Regions from separate parts of the Mus musculus genome. Here all the other regions are linked to region 1. Evidence: chromatin contacts called from public promoter capture Hi-C data. All regions are on one chromosome and are shown on one strand. Each heading gives the region's core, a stretch centred on a gene start, on an enhancer-like site or on the middle of the called end of the contact. The rest is flanking DNA. Distances are from core to core; before and after follow the strand shown. Region 1 holds the start of 1700110K17Rik (RIKEN cDNA 1700110K17 gene). Region 2 holds the start of Nrgn (neurogranin). Region 3 holds the start of Robo3 (roundabout guidance receptor 3).

Evidence for each region. Promoter capture Hi-C pulls out the DNA fragments that hold promoters and counts their contacts.
Region 2: a promoter capture Hi-C map of hippocampal neurons shows a contact between it and region 1, with 13 times the contacts expected there. The contact joins the promoter of Nrgn here to the promoter of 1700110K17Rik in region 1. A contact is called at or near these places in 5 of 39 promoter capture datasets (cranial neural crest, embryonic stem cells, hippocampal neurons and 2 more).
Region 3: a promoter capture Hi-C map of hippocampal neurons shows a contact between it and region 1, with 21 times the contacts expected there. The contact joins the promoter of Robo3 here to the promoter of 1700110K17Rik in region 1. A contact is called at or near these places in 4 of 39 promoter capture datasets (cranial neural crest, hippocampal neurons, pre-B cells and 1 more) and 1 of 115 datasets of contacts at active chromatin or transcription factors (astrocytes).

Annotation. Positions count from the first base shown.
Region 1 is chr9:40,331,610-40,335,069 of GRCm38.p6, reverse strand. It overlaps 1700110K17Rik (RIKEN cDNA 1700110K17 gene), which reads right to left and starts at 1,598. Exons shown (of 3, transcript NR_040728.1): 1 at 1,483-1,598. Gramd1b (GRAM domain containing 1B) reads left to right here. Exons shown (of 20, transcript NM_172768.2): 3 at 1,415-1,625.
Region 2 is chr9:37,551,055-37,554,852 of GRCm38.p6, reverse strand. It overlaps Nrgn (neurogranin), which reads left to right and starts at 2,108. Exons shown (of 4, transcript NM_022029.2): 1 at 2,108-2,316. The coding sequence starts at 2,302.
Region 3 is chr9:37,431,353-37,434,884 of GRCm38.p6, reverse strand. Robo3 (roundabout guidance receptor 3) reads left to right here and starts at 1,710. Exons shown (of 28, transcript NM_001164767.1): 1 at 1,710-2,043. The coding sequence starts at 1,884.

The DNA of each region.
Region 1 (3,460 bases), core at 349-2,848:
GTGCATGTACACATAGTGGAGGTCATGTGCAGAGCTCCCGGCCCCACTCCATACAGATTCACACTCTACCTCTTCCCCCTCCCCAATGATACTGGATGGGCTGCTGGATGCTCTCTCTGTATTGAGTTTATCCAGGCGGTAGGGCATGGTACTCTTTACAAATGTCTCCATGGAGCATCTGAGGTTACAGCTAGATCTTCATGTAAATGTCACTGTCCCGAGGCAAGGCCAGAATGTGGTATGGCACAAAGGCTTCCTGAGTTAGTCTGGCTCCTGAGCAGGTGGGCAGGATCCTGCCCCTCCTGTCACCTTGGTCTGGGGCCATGTAATCTCCCAGGATGTCCCTTCCCATTTCCACTGTCTCTTTCTGAGGATTCTTCCCTCCCTGCCCAGCTCTTTGATTTCTCTGTTCTCTGAAAACAGAACAAACTGAGTTCATTCTTTCCTCTCCACCCTTTTCTCTTCACCTCTTCTATTCTATTGAAAACACAAGCTAAGTTTCGGTCTTTACTGTATTAACAGATTGAATGCCTCGGTATAACTGGATTTAGTGCCATGGGAAGTACAAGGAACTTTTTAGAGGTGAATTTTGGGTAGGAGGTATGAGAACAACCCCCCCCCCCCCCCGTAGACCAGCAACATAACTTACCAGGCTGCTATGAGTGACTTACATCTGTAGCAAACTCTGAGGCTAGCCCTGGGTCACTTTCTCCTCTCTATCTGGCATTTAGCTTCATCTTTTAAATGAAATGGAAGGATAGTGGCCGTTATTAACTCAACTGAATGTCCTGGCACATGGTACCTGTGCCAGCGAGATGGCCAAGCCAGTGTGGCCTGAGTTCATTCTGCAGGACTCACACTGTGGAAGGAGGAAACAGACTCTGGCAAGTTGCCCTCTGACATCCACAGGCATGCCCATGGTACATGCATGCCTGCACACATACATGCAAGATAAAATAACGTCGTAATTTGTAAAAGACATGCCTATGAAATAATATATATGTGAATGCTTTGAAAAGCGGAGTTGTTGTCACTATGGGCAAGTGTTGAAACAAAGCATGTATAAAATGAACTGGTGGCATTGAGAGATTCTTTCAGGGTCTAAATCATCTTCCCTAATAGCTTTCTACATGTAGTTAAAGCTCAAACAGGATTGGATGGGTGAATATTTAAATACTTGACTGCTTGTTTCTAGTCCCAGTTCCCTTTTCACACCGGCACTACTGCCCCCTGCTGGTCAGTAGCAGCATTACAGTGCAGCAAGTCCCTAGCTGGGTTGTCTCCTCAGCCTGTTGCCTGGGCTCCCTGAGCTGGCTCCTTTGCATGGGTCTGTGGCCGACCGTCACTCACAGCCTTCCTTCCTTCCTTCCTCTTCCCTCTCCATCTCATTCCCCGTCTCCATCTGCCCCTGCAGCACTGCCAGTAACTCCAACCGCAGCACGCCAGCCTGCTCTCCCATCCTCCGGAAGCGGTCCCGCTCACCAACACCACAGAACCAGGACGGAGACACCATGGTGGAGAAGGGCTCAGATCACTCCTCGGACAAGTCCCCGTCCACCCCGGAGCAGGGTGTGCAACGCAGTTGCTCCTCACAGTCTGGTCGGAGCGGTGGTAAAAATTCCAAGGTGAGCAGACGATGCTGGGGACTTGGCAGCCTTTGTTAGCTGGTCGCAGGAAGCTACTGGGTACTCATGTGACCGAACAGCCCCGTGTCTATGTGATGAAGTCAGGACAGGTCAGCGTCAGCAGGGGAGACTCTTGATGAATTGATTCCTGGTTAATCATTCAGGGAGGGTCCCGAGTCATGCGCCCCTTCTCCACCCCGCTCCCCATCTCTCGGTAAGCATCTAAGGAACTTCAAGACCCTTGAGATATGGAGGAAGCTCTGGTGAGCAGGAGGTGTCGCCTTTATAATCCTTCGTTAAATTTGGCCCTTTGAACTGGCAAAGGAACGTTATTTGGGACAAGTGTATTGCCAGGAAGAGCGAGTTCAGGGAAGCTTCCGGAGGGCTATTTTTAACCTCCTCCTTGGCCATCACCCCGCCTTACCTTTGTCCCAGCCCATGCCCTACTCATCTTGCAGAGAGGATAGTCACAGGACTTTTCCTTCCCTCTCAAGCTTGTCTTGGGCTCCTGATCCAAGGATTAGCATAGAGGCCTCCCTCACATGGTTAAGGTTCCCCAGAGTTCTCCTTCGATCCCCAGGCCTCTGGCAATCAAGAGGTGCCTCTACTCAGGTGCTCCTAAACCAACGGGAGTCGCAGGGCTTGAGAAAGGGGACCCCTCGGGAGGCTTGGGAGAAACCCCACTTGAACTTGTCTTTTGATTTCTTGTTCTTCCTCTTCTCCCCACTGTTTTCCAAACACCTTTGCATGCATGGTCTTAGTCTCACAAGCGCCTCTCAAAAGTAAGCCATCTTTTGTCTCTGTCTTTTAATCTCCCCTCTAGTATTGAATTGTCTGTAGTGCTCAGCATCCCTCCTTCTACCCCTGCCAATTCTGCCCATATGTCCTGCTTGGTCCCTTTCCCAGAAGGGCTGAACCCACTGTTCCCCACCCCCACCCCTTGGCAGGCTGGCTTGGAAGTCACTGAGGGACCACGCCCACTGCACCTGACAACAGAGAAAAGACTCCACCTCCCACCCCACTCCACCTGCACCCCATCCCCTTCCCGAGTCTGCCTGCTTCTCAAACACTACCACTAGTGGGAATGTGTCTCCCTCCTTGCGTGGCACTTTGTAAAACGCAGAGTCCTGCAGGAGGTAGTTCCGTCCCTGTGGGCGTGGAGCCTCCACTCAGTCACTCTGTTGTTTCATGTGACCCTTGGATGGGTAACGGTGGCCTCCCTGGCAGAAGTGAGGAAAGACCTTGATGAGATCTGCCTAGTTCATCTTTTCCTCCACCCCTGAGAGCTACCTGGCAGGGCACCCGCTGCGACTTGCTTGTACCGCTCTGGTACTCATTCACAGTGTGCTTAGAGACCTGGGTTTTGATTAAAGAAGGTACAGTACCAGAACCTTGGAGGGTGATGACTGACAGTACCCACCAGGCTCTAGGGAGGGAGACGTGCCAGCCTCTACCCAGGGCCCTCGGATCTCCAGTGGTGAGCTCAGTGGTGAGCAGTTGGTCGCAAGGCAGTAGGGCCCAGGAAGTCGATTGTTGGGAAGAAGTGCCAACTTCAGTCAGAGAGACAACTTACAACAGGGTCTGTGAGTGTCCTCAGGGAGGACGGTGGCACACCACTATCCACTTCCAATGGATGCAAGAACAAGAAGCTCCACAGCCAAGCCTTCCCACTGTGCCCTTCAGAGGCAGACCTGTGACTCTCAGTATTTTATGTGCCTATTGCCAGTGGGGGGTGGGGGGCGGCAGCCTGGAGTGAGGAAGCCAGTGGGAGTCCTCTGTGGGTGTAGGAGGCTGGGCAGGTTCCGGCATGCCTGATAGCTGGGGACAGGAGTTGT
Region 2 (3,798 bases), core at 859-3,358, 2.8 Mb after region 1:
CTCCCTTTAACAAGGAAAGCCATGACCTAGACACTCAGTGGAATAGAAGCATTCAACAGTCCTAGTGTGGCTGGCCTGTGACAGTGGGATCCATTGCAGCTTGGCTGTTTGAGGTCCCTTGTCCTGTTCAGAGACACCAGGCATTTCTTCCTCTCTACTCTAAGCAGTAATTTTTTTCCCTGTCCCTCCTTGGAGAACTTAGCTGAGGAGGACTTGAGTTTTCTCAAAGGGATCCCAACCACCTGGGTATCATGTGATACAGTCAGCTATACTACCCTGACAGGCTAGGAGGTATCATGTGATACAGTCAGCTATACTACCCTGACAGGCTAGGAGGTATCATGTGACACAGTCAGCTATACTACCCTGACAGGCTAGGAGGTTTAGAGACCACAAAAAGGTCAAGCTACATACCCCAGATGTTCCTTTCCATATCTCTGCTTTCCAGCCTCTCTCTAAACCACATCCTGCCCCAGCATGGGCCCAAAGGGCCAAAACCAGTGATAACCGCAACACTGCTTGGTTTGACAGCATCCTTTTTCTTCCAAAGAGCAAGTGTGAGGGTGGCTAACTTTTGTCTTATTTTGAAGCGGTGAATCAAAAGGTTAGGAAGTCTAGTGTGAGGAGTGGGATGGGTGGGTGTGCTAAGTCTGTACCAGGATATAAATACATTCAAAGTGGGTGCTGGGTGTACGTGATTTTATTTGGTGCAGATGGATGGAAGGATAGATAGATGGATAAGTAGACAGATAGATCACAGGTCATGGAGAGATACAAAATAGATACTTGGTCGGTGATGATGGAAGACACTTAGAACTAGTCAAAATACTGAGAATTAGAGGCTATTGGATGCCAAGTCATAGAGAGGACACATATATACCAATACTTCCAAGGCTCAGGAAACATCATGGAAGAAGGGGTAGGAAGAATTTAAGAACCAGAAGAAGGGGGGTGAGGTATGGAATGATGATTTCCAGTCATGACTTGGCTATTGAGTTAACAACAGCTGGATCACCTGCACAAGATCTCCACAAGAGTGGGCCCATTAACACTCTATCATGGAAAGAGGAGGGGCTTATGAGGTACCACCCCACCCTGAAGATTTATACACAATTAATAGTTGGTGAGGTAGGGAGAGACATTTACTTTAGGGGTGCAGTCACTAGTACAGTGCCTACAATGCTGTAAAGAAGCCCTTGCCCGTGCTCCTATAAACAACACTAACAAAATTCAATGGGTTCCTTCTCGACACCCCCCCATTCCAAAAAAAAAGACATGGCAATAAAAGGGATACTTGTGGAAAGAGTAGGGGTTATCAGGAGTGGGAAGGGGCAAAAGAGGGTAACCAGGTGAACATGGTTTAAAGGGCACAAGTAGGTCACAATGGAATCAATTAATACGTAGAATCAACGTGTGACAATACAGTGTTCTTGCTAAAAATTTTAAAAAGAAAACACTTAGTGCAGACATTGCCAGCAGTGAGAATGCAGGTATTTTTGTCTATGTGCTAACTAACAGGAGGTCTACCGTTTACCTGTGCTTCACAGGGTGTGTGGACACGGCCCTGTGGAGTTGTTTTTGCCTATTGTGTCTGCAGTGTCTGTATGTGGGAAGATACACCACACCACCCCGCCTGGGAGTATGTATGGATGCATGAGGCTTGGAGCGTCTATGTCACTATGTGCCCATCATGTAGGCTGTCTACCATCAGGTTTCTCTGTAACTAGAGTGAGGAGGGCATCTCTGCAGAGAGGGGAAATAGAGGGAGTAATGTTTGGGACTCTAGAACAGGGAGGTGGGTGAGGTTCGTGGTTTTCTATCTATGGGCGGTAGGGCGTGCTGCACCCAGATGTGTATTTGTGCCCTGGATGTTGGAGGCCTTGTGCTTACTCCGACGTACATCTGCCTGGCAGTCTGCGACTTAGAAAGCGGGGGGGGGGGTGAATTTGGGAGATGGGGTGTGTAGGAGGAATGGATGGAAGTGTGTAGGTGGAGAGGTTGGAGCACCAAAGCGAGCGAGGCGGAGAGAGTCGAGAGAAGGAGTGGTCCTCGCTCCAGTTCTCCCCGCCCACCCTGCAGAAAGTGTCTTCTGATTGGCTTCGAGGCCGCAGGGCTCAGGTTACATTCGCAAGAGTTGCGGAGCGCGGGAGACCGGACCCAAGAGGAGAGAGGCTGGTTCTGCAAGGATTCTGCGCTGGTCGGGGAGTGCCCGACAGCCCCTGAGCTGCCACCCAGCATCGTACAAACCCACCCCCGCTCTGCGCCAGGCTCCACCCCAGCCAAGGACCCTCAACACCGGCAATGGACTGCTGCACGGTAAGTCCATACTTGAACTCAGCGTGTTCTGGGGCAAGGGGCACACGAGAACCCCTGGGGGGTGAGTGAGGGATGGAAGTGGGTGCGGAAGACCTAGGAACAATGTGGGAAAGAATGGTGCTGAAATATTGTATTGGATGATGGAAGGCGCCTGCCTGATCTGAGCCAAGCCCTGGGGAAAATGCTCCCCAGCTCGCGGGGGCGTCTGAGCGCCCATGGGCCAGACAATCTAGGTTGTATCTGGATCTGAGCAGAGCTTTCATGCAGGAAAGCTGCTGCTTAGACGAGAGGTGGAACTTCCCCCACGGAGACACAGGAAAGTTGCTGGTGTGCTAGTCCTTTCCCTTGGTATTTTTTGGCCCCCAAACGATTTCCTATCCCACTGCTGCTGTCGCGGACTGTGGCAAGATCTTCACGACCCTCAGATGATCGTCTAAGCCCTTATGTGGCGAAGTCGGGGAGAATCCACCCTGGTCTTGGTGGTGATGGGCAGGAAAGAACCTAGTCAGTGTGGTTCTGGGGTGGAGCTGGTTCAGCCCCCAAAACCTTCTCCTTTGGAAGGTGCTGGGTGAGTGACCGTGAGAGGGCCCTGTGGGCAAGGGGAGGAAGTGTCTATCAGCGCCTACACGGAAACTGGATGCTGCAAGTGCCTAACGCCAAAGCAGATCTTGTTAAGGGCTCTTGTATGAAGGCATCCAGCACTGGTCCTGGCTCCTAGCTGGCTAAAGGAGTTGAGTGACCCATACCTATATAAAACGTGTTTGCTTATTCTTAGCCTCCGATCTAAGGAAAGAGACGACTCCAAATTCCTAGTGTTTTCTTTCTGTCACTCTGGCTAAAGACTCCAGAGGTTACTTAACGACAGCAGGAACCCCACCTTTCTCCCACAATGTGCAAAATAAATAAGTTTGGAAGGGAGGAATAGCCCATATCTTTGAGAGGTGACACTTCCCAATGCCCAGTGTCCAAGACGCAGTGAGAACTTAGGGGCAAGCCATTGCTGACATTTTAACTCTTGTTAAATAAATAACAGCTGCCAGAGTGCCTGATCACCCCAGGTAGGTAGGTCTTTTACAGTTGTACAAATGGGGCTTAGAAATGTGATTTTTTTTCCCCAAGTAGGCACCTTTGACAAGTGTGGAGCCCTGTCCTCTCAAAAGATTGCCCTCCAATCCCTCTTTGAAGCATACTGATTTTCATTACTGTAAATGCTCATAGCAGTAAATGTATAGATCAGAAAAAATATATACATATACATATACATATACATATACATATACATATACATATACATATACATATACATATACAAGCATGCCAATCACATACAGTTCCGCCCTTTGAAGAACACTATCCAGGGCTTCTTCCAAGGAAGCGGTTTGCTATTCTCCAGGGAACAGTTTGTTTGCTTATTTGCTTATTTACTTACTTATTTTTGGTGCTGGGGATTGACTTCTGGACTTTATGCCTGCTAAATATGTA
Region 3 (3,532 bases), core at 461-2,960, 2.9 Mb after region 1:
ACTAGTCCTCTTCATCCTTAACTCTGAAGGGATTGGTCTCAAATGGTGATGTCTTCTGATTGGCAAATTCAGCACACACACCCCTTCCTTACCTCTCCGGCTGAAAGTGGTCTAGCACTACAGCAAGCCCCTGGATGAGGGTCTGATGTAAAAAACTTCTATCTCTTTAGTGCCCTAGCCTACCCCATTCTCAAGATCTGCCCAGGTTTTGTCTTCGGTGGATGCACCAGGGACCCAGTTCAGCACCCACAGATGTGTCAGCTCCCAGGGCTCTAAGTCCCGTGGGATTGTTGAGCCCCATCAGCCCTCACCATTTAGTTCATCCCACCTTGAGCTCTCTGGTCCTGGACCGAGGACTCCGAAGCACTAAATGCCCCCAGAATTCCGTGGGCAGGACACTGGATTGTAGAGACAAACTGGTTGGTGGGGCCATGTTCCTCTACTCTTGACCTGCTTTTGGTTTGGAATCTGCCACAGCTTCATCTTCCACCCTGGAATTGAGTAGCATATAGCGCTCTGAGCTGTCTTCCTGTGCAGGTGTCCCCTTACATATCAGAAGCAGCCGCTGCACGATTACATAGCCTAAGAGCAATCCAAACACTTACTTGTCCACAGAACCTACAGGATGGGAAAGCCACGGTCTCTTGCTCCACATTCAACATCATTTCCAGTCTAGAGAAAGTGTGTGCAGGAGAGGGGCAAAAGCAAAGATGGTTGGCTGCAACATCTCCAAGGCTAAAATAACCCCTATTCGAGACAGAACCGGGGCTTTGGTTTTCCTGTTGCACACCCCACCCCACCTCACCCCGACCGGGAGGATAAACAGCTGTTATCTGGTTCCAGCAGTTTCACACAATTTGGCATTCACCCGGTCTGTGACACTTTGCTTCCTTTGTTCTAGACTTTTGGTCTCTTCAAAACTGTCAAACAACTTCCTAAAACACGTCATAGTGGAGCAATGCACTATGCTAATAGGTGCGTGCTGCCTGGATTCTCGGGGTCTCCTCCAATTTTACTCAGTTCTGAGCACCCGGCAGGATTTCCTGACGGGGCGGGGGGGGGGGCGCATCTGGAGCAGGACTCCAGGTCAAGTTGGATCTCTGTATCCCTGTGGGTTCCTAGTGGCAAGCCACAGGATTAGGAGGAATCGGACGCGCACGTGGGGCGAGAGGTGATCCAGCGGTGGAATTCTCTTCTTCCCCTCCACCCCCACTCCCAGGTATCCTAGCACCCTGCGCTCACGTTTCCAGGACCCAGAATTTGAAAGGCACTGGAAGCTGGGACATTGAGAGCTCAACAGTGTCTGCTCTCCCAATGCCTCAGTTTCCCTGACGTCCGAGAAAGGAAATAATTCCTGCTATAATTTTAGAAAGAAGGGCTGAGTCTGACAGAGGCTCAGTCCGCGTCTTGGGGGAGAGAGAGAGAGAGAGAGAGAGAGAGAGAGAGAGAGAGAGAGAGAGAGAGAGAGAGAGAGAGAGAGACTCTCCCGCCAGGTTCAGAGCAACATTTGATGAGAGGAGTGTGGGGCGGGGACTCTAACTTGCGCGCGGCCCTGTTAGTGGCCATCCTGGTGGAGGTGGGGATATGGAGGAAGGCGGATTAAGCCCTTAATTACGGCGTGATCCGAGTGGCACCTGCTTTCCGCCCGCCCAGCTCCCAGGGGATTCTGGCACTGGGGGGGGGGGGGGTGGAGAGAAGAACCAGCGAAGGAGGACAGCCCGCGCAGAGGCACGGCCGGTACCCAGGCACGCCTGCAGGACAGCGGCATCGTGGCTGCCGCAGCGCGCAAAGGCTGTGGAGGGGCTTACGGCTCCCGGCCCGCGGGTCCCAGACCCAAGGGCTGGGCTCCGAGGCCCCTGCCCAAGACCCAGGCGGGCTGCGCTATGCTGCGCTACCTGCTTAAAACACTACTACAGATGAACTTGTTCGCGGACTCCCTGGCCAGGGACATCTCCAACTCCAGCGAGCTACTCTTCGGCTTCAACTCCTCGCTGGCAGCGCTCAACCCTAGTCTGCTTCCTCCTGGAGATCCCTCTCTCAATGGTGAGACTGTTCGATGGGGACCTTAGATTTGGAGATCGGGATGAGAGGGCTGCTTGGAAGGGAAGACGGAAGGTCTCCTTTTCCAGGACCCAGGGGCGCCTGTCAGGGCCCTCCTGGGAAGTGGGGTCCCAAAGGAGCGTCTGAGTTGGTGTATTTGCCTGTGGTGGAGGGCTGCTGAGCCCCTTTCTCCTCATCTCTCCTACTATCCACCTACCACACCCACCCCAGGTGGGAGAAATGTAAAGGGCAAGTTCCAAGCTAAGAAGGAAGGTTAGACCAGGGCACGATGTCGCCAGTCGGCCAAGGCTAAACCGGGCACTAGGTGATCCACCCAAGTAGCAGATGCCACTTCCAGGACCTAAAGTTTTCAAAAACCTCACTCAGAGCAAGGGTGGGAAAGCCCCCAACTTTGTAGGTGTTTTTACGCGGAGGGTCAAAGTCAGCAATCTTCTCAAGGAAACTTAGTATTAAGTTTGTATCCCCAGTGAGACTCACAGCTGACCCAGCCTGGCAGAGCGATGGCGAGGTCGTTACTGCTAATTACAGTGATTAATAAATAACTTGAGACAGCGCTGCCCCCCCTGAGCGCTGCAGGCAGTCTGGAGAGAGGCCTGATCGCGCTCCCTGCTGGCTACGTCAGGAACTCTCCCTCTGGAAGCCTCTGCCCAACTTAGGCTAGGGCCCCGGACTCTGGACATGGTCCACCTTTGCAGTCTCTAAAAGATGAAAGGATTCTCTCTCTCTCTCTCTCTCTCTCTCTCTCTCTCTCTCTCTCTCTCTCTCTCTCGTTCTCTCTCTCTCTCCCCCCCCCCCCCGTACTCAGGTGCAAGGGAGGAGCCCCAGAGCCCTATTTGCATGGCCATTAGCTATTCATTAGGCTGCTGTCGAAGCATCTCTGGAGACCAGGAATGACAGGGAAGAAATTCCAGGGAAAGAGAGCCCTCGGCTGTGTCTGCAGGAATTAGAGGGAAAGCGTGGATCAGAAGGGTGTTGTGTGGAAGGAGTTTGAAGAGGGCTGAGATTCTCCAGTCTTGCCACCTTTGAGGAGTCCCAAGAGACCAAGCAGTTATTTTCTCGGATTTTTTACTCACCTAGAGCTTTATACCAGACATCTATCTTTTCATTTAAGCTTGAAAAGTCAGGGAGGGACGATGGTTGTTGGTCACTACACACTGCCACTAGGGAAAACAAAACAAAAAAACAGCTATGGAGGATAAAGAATAGGGCAGTGACCACAAAAGCATAGAGCAAGATCTTGGCAGCAGGGAACTTAAAGTGTATTTTTATCACATATGAGAGGTTTTTGAAGTGGAGATGGGATGGGTTTAGAAATACTAGAGCCTAAAGTCTCATTCAGGTAGAGACTGTAGGAACCACATTAAAGTGCTGGAGAAGAAAGGATATTAAGTAATGGTAAACTTGTCATAGCTACTGTTGTGCCTTGCATCTTTTTGGGGGTTTTGAACTCCCACATTGCAGATAAGGAAGT